Regions from separate parts of the Astyanax mexicanus genome. Here region 2 is linked to region 1. Evidence: chromatin contacts called from public Hi-C data. All regions are on one chromosome and are shown on one strand. The core of a region is the stretch at or near the end of the contact, and the rest is flanking DNA. Distances in the headings are between cores, read along the strand shown. Region 1 overlaps abat (4-aminobutyrate aminotransferase). Region 2 holds the start of abat (4-aminobutyrate aminotransferase).

What was found. Hi-C and Micro-C count contacts between places; a contact is called where the count stands out from the background.
Region 2: a Hi-C map of blood shows a contact between it and region 1, with 6 times the contacts expected there. The contact joins the promoter of abat here to the enhancer-like site in region 1. A contact is called at or near these places in 3 of 3 Hi-C or Micro-C datasets (blood and muscle).

The regions. Positions count from the first base shown.
Region 1 is chr19:5,518,364-5,523,914 of AstMex3_surface, forward strand. abat (4-aminobutyrate aminotransferase) reads right to left here. Exons shown (of 16, transcript XM_022675868.2): 14 at 3,761-3,907; 15 at 2,802-2,913; 16 at 1,373-1,928. The coding sequence ends at 1,807. Among protein-coding and RNA genes, the nearest start is that of abat, 46 kb to the right of the region's middle. Within about 2 kb of position 2,863, the one cell type or tissue checked has an H3K27ac peak away from gene starts, as active enhancers do.
Region 2 is chr19:5,564,780-5,570,330 of AstMex3_surface, forward strand. It overlaps abat (4-aminobutyrate aminotransferase), which reads right to left and starts at 2,846. Exons shown (of 16, transcript XM_022675868.2): 1 at 2,703-2,846. mettl22 (methyltransferase 22, Kin17 lysine) reads right to left here. Exons shown (of 11, transcript XM_049467924.1): 11 at 4,786-5,551.

The DNA of each region.
Region 1 (5,551 bases), core at 1,613-4,112:
CTGTGCTTTCCTCTGAGTGCGCTGTGCTGTGATGCTACTCGACAATGCTGCATCAGCAGCAGTTTAAAAAGAGGCAGAGTCTGACTTGTATACGTTACTGTGGATTAGAGGGCTGTAAAAAAAAAACCCAGCAGTAAAACGTCTTCTTCTCTGTTATGATACCGATCCCAACTAGTGTCTTCACCTCATTTGTGGCTGAATGCAATTAAATCCTCACAACAATGCTGTCCGTGAATCTAGTAGAAAGCCTTCTCTGGGCAGTAATACTCTTGATTTCATAAGAAATATACTTTATTTTGTCTATATAGTGTACTGTACTGTATATGAGACTGTATTGGTATTTGTAATGGTTCCTCGGGAAATGAAATACTGCTTTTATACGGTACACAGCGTGATTAAACTCAGATCAGTGGTCCACTCCTCGCTGTAAAAACAGTTGGCGTTCTGCGTGCGATTAAGGGCATGCTTTATTTTCCTAATAAAGGACGGTGAGGAAGGCTGGCAGGCAGCCAGCTTTAATACAGCTGCCAGGAATTGATTTGCTCTGACTGACACAGGTCAAAGAACAATACACACAGTAACTGATCCCAGACTGGCTTTCCAAATCCTGCAGCCGAAAAACAAGAGGGAGCTTCTCACTCAGACAGATAACTTAAAGAGCCCATATCCTATATATATGTATATATATTTACTCTTGCTTTTTCTTCGTTCCAACTTTCGTATGATTTATCTTATTTTGTTCCCTGAGCTCCACTTAAGACTTAATAGTGGTTTTGTTCTATATATATATATATATATATATATATATATATATATATATATATATATTTATGTATATACATATATACATATATATATATATATATATATATATATATATATATGTGAGTATATATATATATATATATATATATATATATATATATATATATATATATATATATATATATATATATATATAAAACATATATAACAGTAGAAACTTGGATATACACTGCAACTACTACATGCCAAAAGTCAAAGGATAGCAACCCACATCCACATCTATATCTATAAGTTATGAGCTGTTATCTTGTGAGTGAGGCTAAATGCTGGCCAGCGTGCTCAAGGCTAGGCGATGCTATTTATCGCAGTTTAAGCTGTAAATTACCTCTGTTCTGATTGGCTGAACACAGAAATCATGGAAAAGCAGTACCTATATTGAGAGAACTCAGACAACCACTTGGGAACACCCACACCTTTACATGATAACTTGTGAGGTGTTATCTTGTGAGTAGGGGAGCAGACGCCTGTTTAGCTGGAAGTTAAAGTCTGGGCGCTCTTTATGTTCAGAGGACGCTGCGTGAGGACAGCTAGCAGCATGTATCAGGTCTGAAGACCTTCTCTAAGCTCAGTAAGCTCACTATGCTGGGTGGTCTTGTGACTGGGTGGACAGAGTGGAGTATTGGAACGTGGAACGTGTGTGGAGAACATTGAATTTGTCTTCTGTTAATGCAGCAATCAGTGGATTCGTAAAGTAAGTAAAGCTTATTAAAATCCCCAGGTGTTCACTGGGTCTGGTAGCGTGAGAGCTCTCCGTTTCATTGTGCGTATTATAGTGTGACTGCAGTGTAAAGTAGTGCTAAAAAAAAACACAAAAACAGTAAATGAAAAGAAGAGAGGAAGGCAGAAAGTTAGAAAAGGAAAGGAAAGCAGGAGAAAGAGTGACTGATTGCTCTGTGATGTGTTGAGAAAAGAAGAACCCCTCATCTGGGCTTGGACCCTTGTGCTTGTTCTTTGTGGTCAGCCGGCTGGGCCTCCGGGACTTTATTTGTATTCAGACAGCACGTCGTTGAAGATGTTGAGGAACTGGTGAGCGTGGTACTCCTTGAAGACCAGAGCCGGGCGGAAGCGGATGGACCGATCTCCACAGCCGCCCAGGAGAACACCTGAGGAGACAGGTAAATTAATGGGTTGCATTCAGCAGTACAGAACAGGTGATATCTGACGGATTAGGTTTATAAAAGTAATCTCTTATAATTGTTTTATTAGCAACAACAAAGTGTGCCACAGCTGTATAAAATAAAAAACATAAATATTCAACAGTATATCTTATACGGCAACTATTAATTGGACTATTAATTAATGCTTCCCTCTGCTGACAAGATGTGGATTTCATTTTCCAGCAGCACTTGGCACACTGCAGATTCAGTACAAAGTTACAATATTTCCACAGTTATTACTGCCACTATAAGAATGACAAACAATCTATACAATTTATTCTGGATTAAAATAAGAATCATTACTGTCAAAGTAAAGAACTACACAAATCTGAAGATTCGTACTATATTAAAATCAATCCTTAATTATCACTGTCAAAGTATAGAAATACACCAATCTGAAGATTCATACTAAATTAAAATCAATCCATAATTATTACTGTCAAAGTAAAGAACTACAAAATCTGAAGATTTATACTAAAATAAAATCAATCCATAACTATTACTGTTAAAGTAAAGAACTACACAAATCTGAAGATTGATACTAAGTTAAAATCAATCCTTAATTATTACTGTTAAAGTAAAGAACTAAACAAATCTGAAGATTTATACTAAATTAAAATCAATCTATAATTATTACTGTCAAAGTAAAGAACTACACAAATCTGACAGTATTAATTGTAGAATGATTTAAATCTGTATAAATCTGCTGATAACACAAACTACACACACTGCAAATTCATACTGGATTAAAATCAATCCCTAATTATTACAACCAAGGTAAAAACTACACAAATCTGCAGATTCTGAGCTTCTGCGTACCCTTGTCTCTGGTTTTGAGCAGGAGATTGTCCCGGGTCACATCGTCACGGGCATCTACAGCACAGAAGGTTCCCTGGCCGCGAGCCCGACTCAGGATGTGAGGATACTGAGCCTGAACAAAAGGAGAGATAGAAAGAAGAGAGAGAGGCATTTGAGACATTTCTAAAACTTTATCAACACTGACTGACTAGGTCTGTCATGATGAATGATATATTGCCAATAAAATGATATCGATAAACAATATTACTGTAATTTTATCACTGCATAGATCCATGCCATTTTTAAGCATATTCAGATATTAATACTGTAATGTTAAAATAGGAAAATGATTTGAGGCTATTCTAAATAAATAAAACAACAAGTCTAAAACTACTCGATCACACTTAATAATGGGATCTCCTCACATGTAAACCCAAAGGGCAATATTGGGGTCAGCTAAAATTAGTGAGGTCATTTTTATGATTTTCCTTTATAAATCATTGGTTGTTCAGATCAGCAATTTCAGTTAAATATATCATGTAGTAGATAAACACAGTGATATTTAAGAAAGTGAAATTTATAGGATTTACAGAAAGTGTGCAATAATTCTTTAAACTAAATTAGGCAGGTGCATAAATTTGGCAACCCAACAGAAAAATTACTTTAATATTTAGTAGATCCTCATTTTGCAGAAATAACAGCCTTTTAAACTCTTCCTATAGCTTCCAATGAGAGTCTGGCTTCTGGTTGAAGGTATGAAATTGCTAATCTGAACAACCAATGAAAAAAATATTGAAAAATAGAATAGAAAAAAAAAATAGAAACTTTTTCACACTACCATATTGCATGATAAGTCAATAATGAAATGACTGTGAAAGGCCAATGACTTATAATCTGATCATGAACATCACTACAAATACAATATACGAATAAAAAGAAAAGTAAATCAGTCACTGTGTAAAATAGAGATATATAATTACCTGTAGTTCGTACAGTCCCTGCAGCAGAACCTTCCCTGAGCGAGCCACCTCATCCAGAAGGTTCTCTCTCCTGATCACGTTCAGGACCTCCGTCAGGAACACGTTCTTAGAGGGGTCTCCCATCCATGTGTTAAAGATTCTGTAGCCCTGATTCAGATACACACACAATACAGTATGAGAGATATTCTCAAATAATAATAATATTACAATACAAATTAAAATGCTGTGAGATTTGTGAAACAACTGAAGATTCATACTGGATTAAATCACTCCACAACTACGTTCAGTCTGTAAAATCTAAAACAAATATATACTGGATGAAGATTTCTCCATAAGTATCACTTTCACACTAAAAAAATTACATATACATTGTATATTCATTAGATACACTATATATTCATGGTGCCTTATATTCCCTCCACAAGTACTGTCAATCAGACACACTGTAAACTCATACTGGATTAAAATTACTCCACCTTGTTAAAGTTCTAGTATAATAACCCAGTATGAATTGGGTACATTATTACATAATTTATACTGGATTAAAATCCTTCCACAAGTACTGTCAGTCAGACATACTGCATAGTTCATACTGGATTAAAATCTTCTCACAATCACTGTGCGTTTTTAAAAAACCACACCCACTGTAAACTCATTCTGGATTAAAATTACTCCACATCATGAAATAACACAGTATGAACTGAGTACATTATTACAGAATTCATACTGGATTAATTTACTTTACAATATTAAAGTTTACTGTAATAACCCAGTATGAACTGAGTACATTATAACAGAATTCATACTGGATTAAAATTACTCCACATCATGAAATAACACAGTATGAACTGAGTACATTATAACAGAATTCATACTGGATTAAATTACTCCACATTATTTAAGTTTTACTGTAATAACCCAGTATGAACCGAGTACTTTATTAAATAATTCATACTGGATTAAAATTACTCTACATTATTAAAGTTTTACTGTAATTACCCAGTATGAACTGAGTACATTATTGCAGAATTCATACTGGATAAAAATTACTCAACATTATTAAAGTTCTACTGTAATAATCCATACTGGATAATAATACTGGATTAAAATCACTCCACAATTACTGCCAGTCTGCTACTTAAAAAAAATACTGAACAAATATTTCTCAATAAATATCACTTTCTCACAAAAATACACACTGCAAAATTAATGTACAGTTATTACTGCCAATCAGTAAAATCTACATATAGTACAGATTCATACTAGATTAAAAAATTCTCCTTGTGTTCTGTCCGTTTGTTAAAAACTAAACAAACTGTAGATTTATCCTTGCTTAAAAAAAGTTGATGATGTATTAATATTAATATACAATCTGCAGATTCATACCGCATAAAATATATGTTTTAACAGGACCACACACACGAGTTTATGTAATAAGTAAGAAAAAGCAAACATTAATAATGAAATATATTAAGAATTAAATGCATAAAGGACTGCTGTCCAATCAGCTGATCTAAGTCTGTCCATTTTATGATCTCTGCAGCATTTCACATGGAAATACCAACATTATCCAACTGTTCACGCATATAAAACCCTAATTAAATAAACAGGCACAACTGTTTTATAATAAGAAAGAAATGATGGTTATTTAATATGCAAGCCCTATTGTTCAGCAGCAGGGGGCGCTATTGCTCATGTTTAAAAGCTGAGCTATGGAGGGCTCACAGTTCTTCACAAGTGATTAGAATCATCAGAACTGATGATTTCACACATATGCCAACATCACTTCCA
Region 2 (5,551 bases), core at 1,596-4,095, 46 kb after region 1:
TATTACTTTGATTTTTGACATTTTATTTATTTAGTATGCATATTTGCTAGCTGTAATTTGTGCTGTTTGTTATTATTTTGGCAAACAAAATAGTAACAGAAAATAATTTTTATATTTAAAAATATTGAGATTTTACACAGAAGCCCATACCATACCATTTTTCATATCGATTTTTGAATTGAATTTTTTTTTTAAGTACTGTGACATCAATTTTGGCCACTTCATCCAACCCTGTTATCCATAACATCTTTATTATCTTTTTTTCCTCCAATTTATCTCTTTATTTTTTGTTTAAAAATAGAGACAGACTCAAAATCCTGCAATATTAGCAAAAGACTTATCTCATGTTTGCACACACAAATATACAGCTACCACCTGTTCACCAGCACACACACACACACACACACACACACACACACACACACACACACTCAGGAGCCCAAAAGATACCAGGCTCATTTATTAGACTTGCACCAGCAGTGGGATCTCTATAGAGGCATTGTGGGAAGACAGAACTTCAAACAAGAAAAAAAAAAAAGCTTAGCTGTCAAGAGAGGTCAAGACCCAATTCCAGCAGACTGCACCAACAAAAGCTGCTGAAAGAGCTGAAAAAAAGAAACGGGAGGCCGGTTCTGACCGGATCCAGCCTGTCAGATGTACTGTAAACCAGAACACACACAGCACACACACATCACACTCACAGAATACACACATGCACAGAAGAAGAAGAAGAAGAAGAAGAAGAAGAAGAAGAAGAAGAAGAAGAAGAAGAAGAAGAAGAAGAAAATGCATCACAAGTAGCTAGCAGCTTAGTTAACTTCATTAGGAAGTCTGAACAAACCGTGCAGTGTTAGGTGTGCCTCAATGGTTGGTAAAGGTTTGCTATGGTATTGGCTTCGGTTGATAAGGTGTTGCTAGCTGGTTGCTAAGAAGATAATGGAATGGTATTGGTTGCTGAGATATTGCGAGATGTTGCTAGATGTTTACTATGACTATACTATTGCTATGGTGTTAGTATTGGTCGCTAAGGTGTAGCTATGGTTTTAAATGGTTGATAAAATGATTCTATGGTTGCTATGGCATTTGTGTGGCTCACTTGGGTGCTGCTATTGTATTGGTGTTGGATGTTACTACATGGTTGATAACGTGTTGTTATGGTATTGCTGTAGGTTGCTCATGTGTTTCTAAATGGTTGATAAAATGTGGTTGTGGTACTGCTATAGGTTGTTCAGGTGTTTCTGCATGGTCGATAAATTGTTGCTATGGTGTTGCTGTAGATTGCTTAGATGTTTCTAAATGGATGACACACTGTTATGGTATTGCTGTAGGTTGCTCCGGTATTATTAAATGGCTGATAATGTGTTGATATGGTGTTGCTGTAGGTTGCTCAGGTGTTTATATACGATAGATAAAACATTGCTATGGTATCGCTGTAGGTTGTTCTGGTATTTCTAAATGGTTGATAATGTGTTGATATGGTATTGCTGTAGGTTCCTCAGATGTTTCTACATGGTTGATCAAGTGTTAATATGGTATCACTGTAGGTTTCTCAGGTGTTTATAAACAATAGATAAAATGTTGCTATGGTATTGCTGTAGGTTGCTCAGGTGTTTCTCCATGGTTGATCAAGTGTTGATATGGTATCTCTGTAGGTTTCTCAGGTGTTTACAAACGATAGATAAAATGTTGCTATGGTATTGCTTTAGGTTGCTCAGGTATTTCTAAATGGTAGATAATGTGTTGTTATGGTATTGCTGTAGGTTGCTCAGGTGTTTCTACATGGTTGATCAAGTGTTGATATGGTATCTCTGTTGGTTTCTCAGGTGTTTATAAACGATAGATAAAATGTTGCTATGGTATTGCTGTAGGTTGTTCAGGTATTTATAAATGGTCGATAATGTGTTGTTATGGTATCGCTGTATGTTTCTTGAGGGTTTTTAAAAGGTTGACAAAGTATTGTTGTGGTATTGCTGTAGGTTGTTCTGGTATTTCTAAATGGTTGATAATGTGTTGATATGGTATTGATGTAGGTTGCTCAGATGTTTCTACAGGGTTGATAATGTGTTGCTATGGTATTGCTGTAGGTTGCTCAGGTGTTTCTAAATGGTTGATAAAGTGTTGCTATCAAATTGCAGTTGGTTGCTAAGATGTAGCTAATATGTGGCTATGGTACTGGTGTTTGTTGCTATGGTACATAGGGTGTTCCTAGGTGGTTAATAAGGTGTTGCTAAGTGAATGCTAATATTCTGCTATGACATACATAAAGCATAAATACCAAAAATGAGCAATTACTTCCAACATTGTGCCGAATTTACTCTTCTAAGCTTGGAAAATTAGACCGCTAGGTTTGATATTTGGGTCCAAAGTTTCCGGACACTTCTCAATGCTTTCCTATTGAGGAATTTTGGCCACTTTAGCTGTCAGCCGCTTTATGGATGCTTTATATACGAATACTTTAATATATATTTAATAACTGTATTTAAACACAGTGTAGACACACTGAAAAATCCTCACAGTATCACAGCTAGGCTAGTTTAGCTACAGCTTTAGCTTTAGCACATTAATAGTAAACGCAGCCCCGCGGAGCCCACCGTTCAGCAGCACTAACGTTATAAAGCTGCTGCAGTGAGAACAGACCACCACAAAGCCACTGAACACAGCCCTGAACACGGCCGCTGAGGGTCCGAAATCCGGGCACTCACCTCGCCTCGCCTCTGTGCGCCGGTCCGTGCAGAAGCTCCGCGGCTCTGTGCGGGAAAGCTGCGGGGGAAAGCGGCGGAATCGACGCGCTGTTCGCGGGGAAGCGGCGGCGCAGCTCTGTTTTGAAGCAGCGCTGACAGAGAAAGGAGCAGCTCTCCGAGAGGGCGGGCCTTGAGGCCTCTCAGCCAATAGGAGAAGAGGGAGTGCGCGCTGATTGGTCCGTGCATTACGGCGGAGCTGGCAATCACGTGGAAGGAGACGAGGCAGCTCGGAACGTGTTGTTTAACACTGTGAGGATATACAGTGAATTTTCTCCATTTTAACGTTAAACATTATTGTTTATTTGTCTTAGTCCCACTGTAGGCTCGCATAATGTACAGTGTTTCGTGCTTTACCTACATTTTTTTTTGTTTAATACACTGTTTCCCAAGCTAAAACATGACTAATGTAGGCTAATGCAGCCTAACAGGTGTACAAAGATAACATTTTCAACTCTAAAAATAAGATTAGATTTGATTATCAATATTTGATTCGATGCAAATTCATTTCTTTATTCTAAAGAACTAATAAAATATATAACATTTGGAAAATGCACCCCTAATCCTCTATGGCATGGTGTTGCCCTCAGGCAACAAACCACAAATCACTTTTTTGATATTTTAATTATTACACCATCCCTTTAATTGTCTTAAAAATGTATTAAAAATCATCACAGATATTTAATTTGATACAAATTCATCACTTTATTCTAAAGAGCTTTGTTTGTAGAAGAAAATTAGGAAAATGCACCCTATAATCCTCAATAGCATGGTGTTGCCCTCAGGCAACAAACCACATTTTAGATTTTTTTTTATTATTACACCTTCCCTTTAAATTTTTGTTCGCAAAATGTCTAAAACATCACAGATATTTGATGAGATGCAAGATTATTTCTTTACTCTAAAGAGCTCTGTTTGTAGAAGAAAATTAGGAAAACACACCCTGTAATCCTCTATAGCACATTTTTGATTTTTTGATTATTACGCCTTCCCTTTAATTTTTTGGTCGCAAAATGTCTAAAAAATCACAGATATTTGATGAGATGCAATATTATTTCTTTATTCTAAAGAGCTCTGTTAGTTGGAGAAAATAAGGAAAATGCACCCTTTAAGCCTTCTATGGCATGATGTTGCCCTCAGGCAACAAACCACTTTTTTGATTACTAAACCATCCTTTCAATTGTATTGTCACAAAATGTCTTAAAACATCACATAGATATTTATTGCAATGCAAATGTATTTATTTATTCTGTAGAGCTCTGTTCATAAGAGAAAAAAAAGGAAAATGCACCACATAACCCTCTATGGCATGGGGTTGCTTTCAAACATCAAAACACTGTATTGATTTTTTATTTTTTTATTATGTCGCTTTATTTATTTATTTTTTTGCCACAAAAGGTATCAAAACATCGTATTTAGTTACTAAAATAGTGTTTTTTTTTATTTGTTGCCTCAGGACAACATTATGCAGTTAGACCACTTTACTGGGAATAAAGCAGTGGTGGTTATTATTGTCCTTCCAATAAATAAATAAAGAGTAGTGATGCACCAAATATTCAGCAACCAAACTTATTATTACAAATCAAAGTGTATAGATCGAATAATAAATCATAAAAATATATAATTTTACGTGTGCTTTGTTGGTAATTGTGCTGGAATGTTGAAATTTAAAGGAGAAATTTGGCGTGAAGTGCCCTTAGGATGTAGTGAAAAATCATAAAGAATTCAAACTTTAGTTCAATATTCCAACTCCATTTACTCCTTAGCATTACAAAATACAACGCTTTTAGCCGATGCTCCCAATATGCTTGCGATGTTAATATTAATTCTGTGGAAGTGCATCAATATAGATATTTTCAGCTGAAAGTACTGTGTGTACAAACAAAGTTTTTTAATAAACTACCTGCACATTTAAAGCTCTCAGTGCCAGGGCCCTTAGAGTTTTACCAATAAAGTGTGAAGCTACTTTGAGCTTATTAATGCTGTAAAAATAGGTATTTCTTTACTTGTAAAACTGCATAAGAAACAAAAACACTTCTTACACAACTCACTTTCAAGCCTGTTTATTTCACAAATTCTATTAAAATTCTGTTTGGTGAGAAGAGGCTAAAAATATTCACACATTATAAAAGCGCAACCTTGCTTTTTTTGCAACTAAGTCTTCCTCACATATTTATGAATTTATTTTTAACAGTCTGCAATTAGGATGGTCTATTCTTTAGTATTTTTATATCAAATGATTACTGCACCCTCTAGTGTCTATAAAGAGAAACATCCACAGCCCACTTACAACCACACACACACACACACACACACACACACACACACACACACACACACACACACACACACATACACATAAATAAAAAGAAAATAATTTAATCAGTTGATTAATTAAAAATCACACTCATTTTAAATAAATACCTCTGTGTTTTCTTTACAACATTTGGAAATGCCAGAACATTCTGCAATGAATGGACCAATAGAAATGGTTCTGAATGAATACAAATAAAGTTTCTTACATTAACTGATATTAAATTAGGCATGTTGTTTTTCCCTTTTCCTAAAAAAATCCCATTTTAGAGATACAAGGTTCTGTTAAACAGCAACATTCTGGAATCAAATCACAATCTGAAATAAAACCAACCAACACATTCTTCATATACCCAGTGCTCTCATTATTAAAACTAATAACACGGCTTATAAAAGCATTTTCCTATTAAAAAAGATTCATTTATGTAGAAAAGGTTCTGTTAACCAATCACAAGCCCTATATACTGAATTAAAAGCACCAGAACATACAACTGACCATT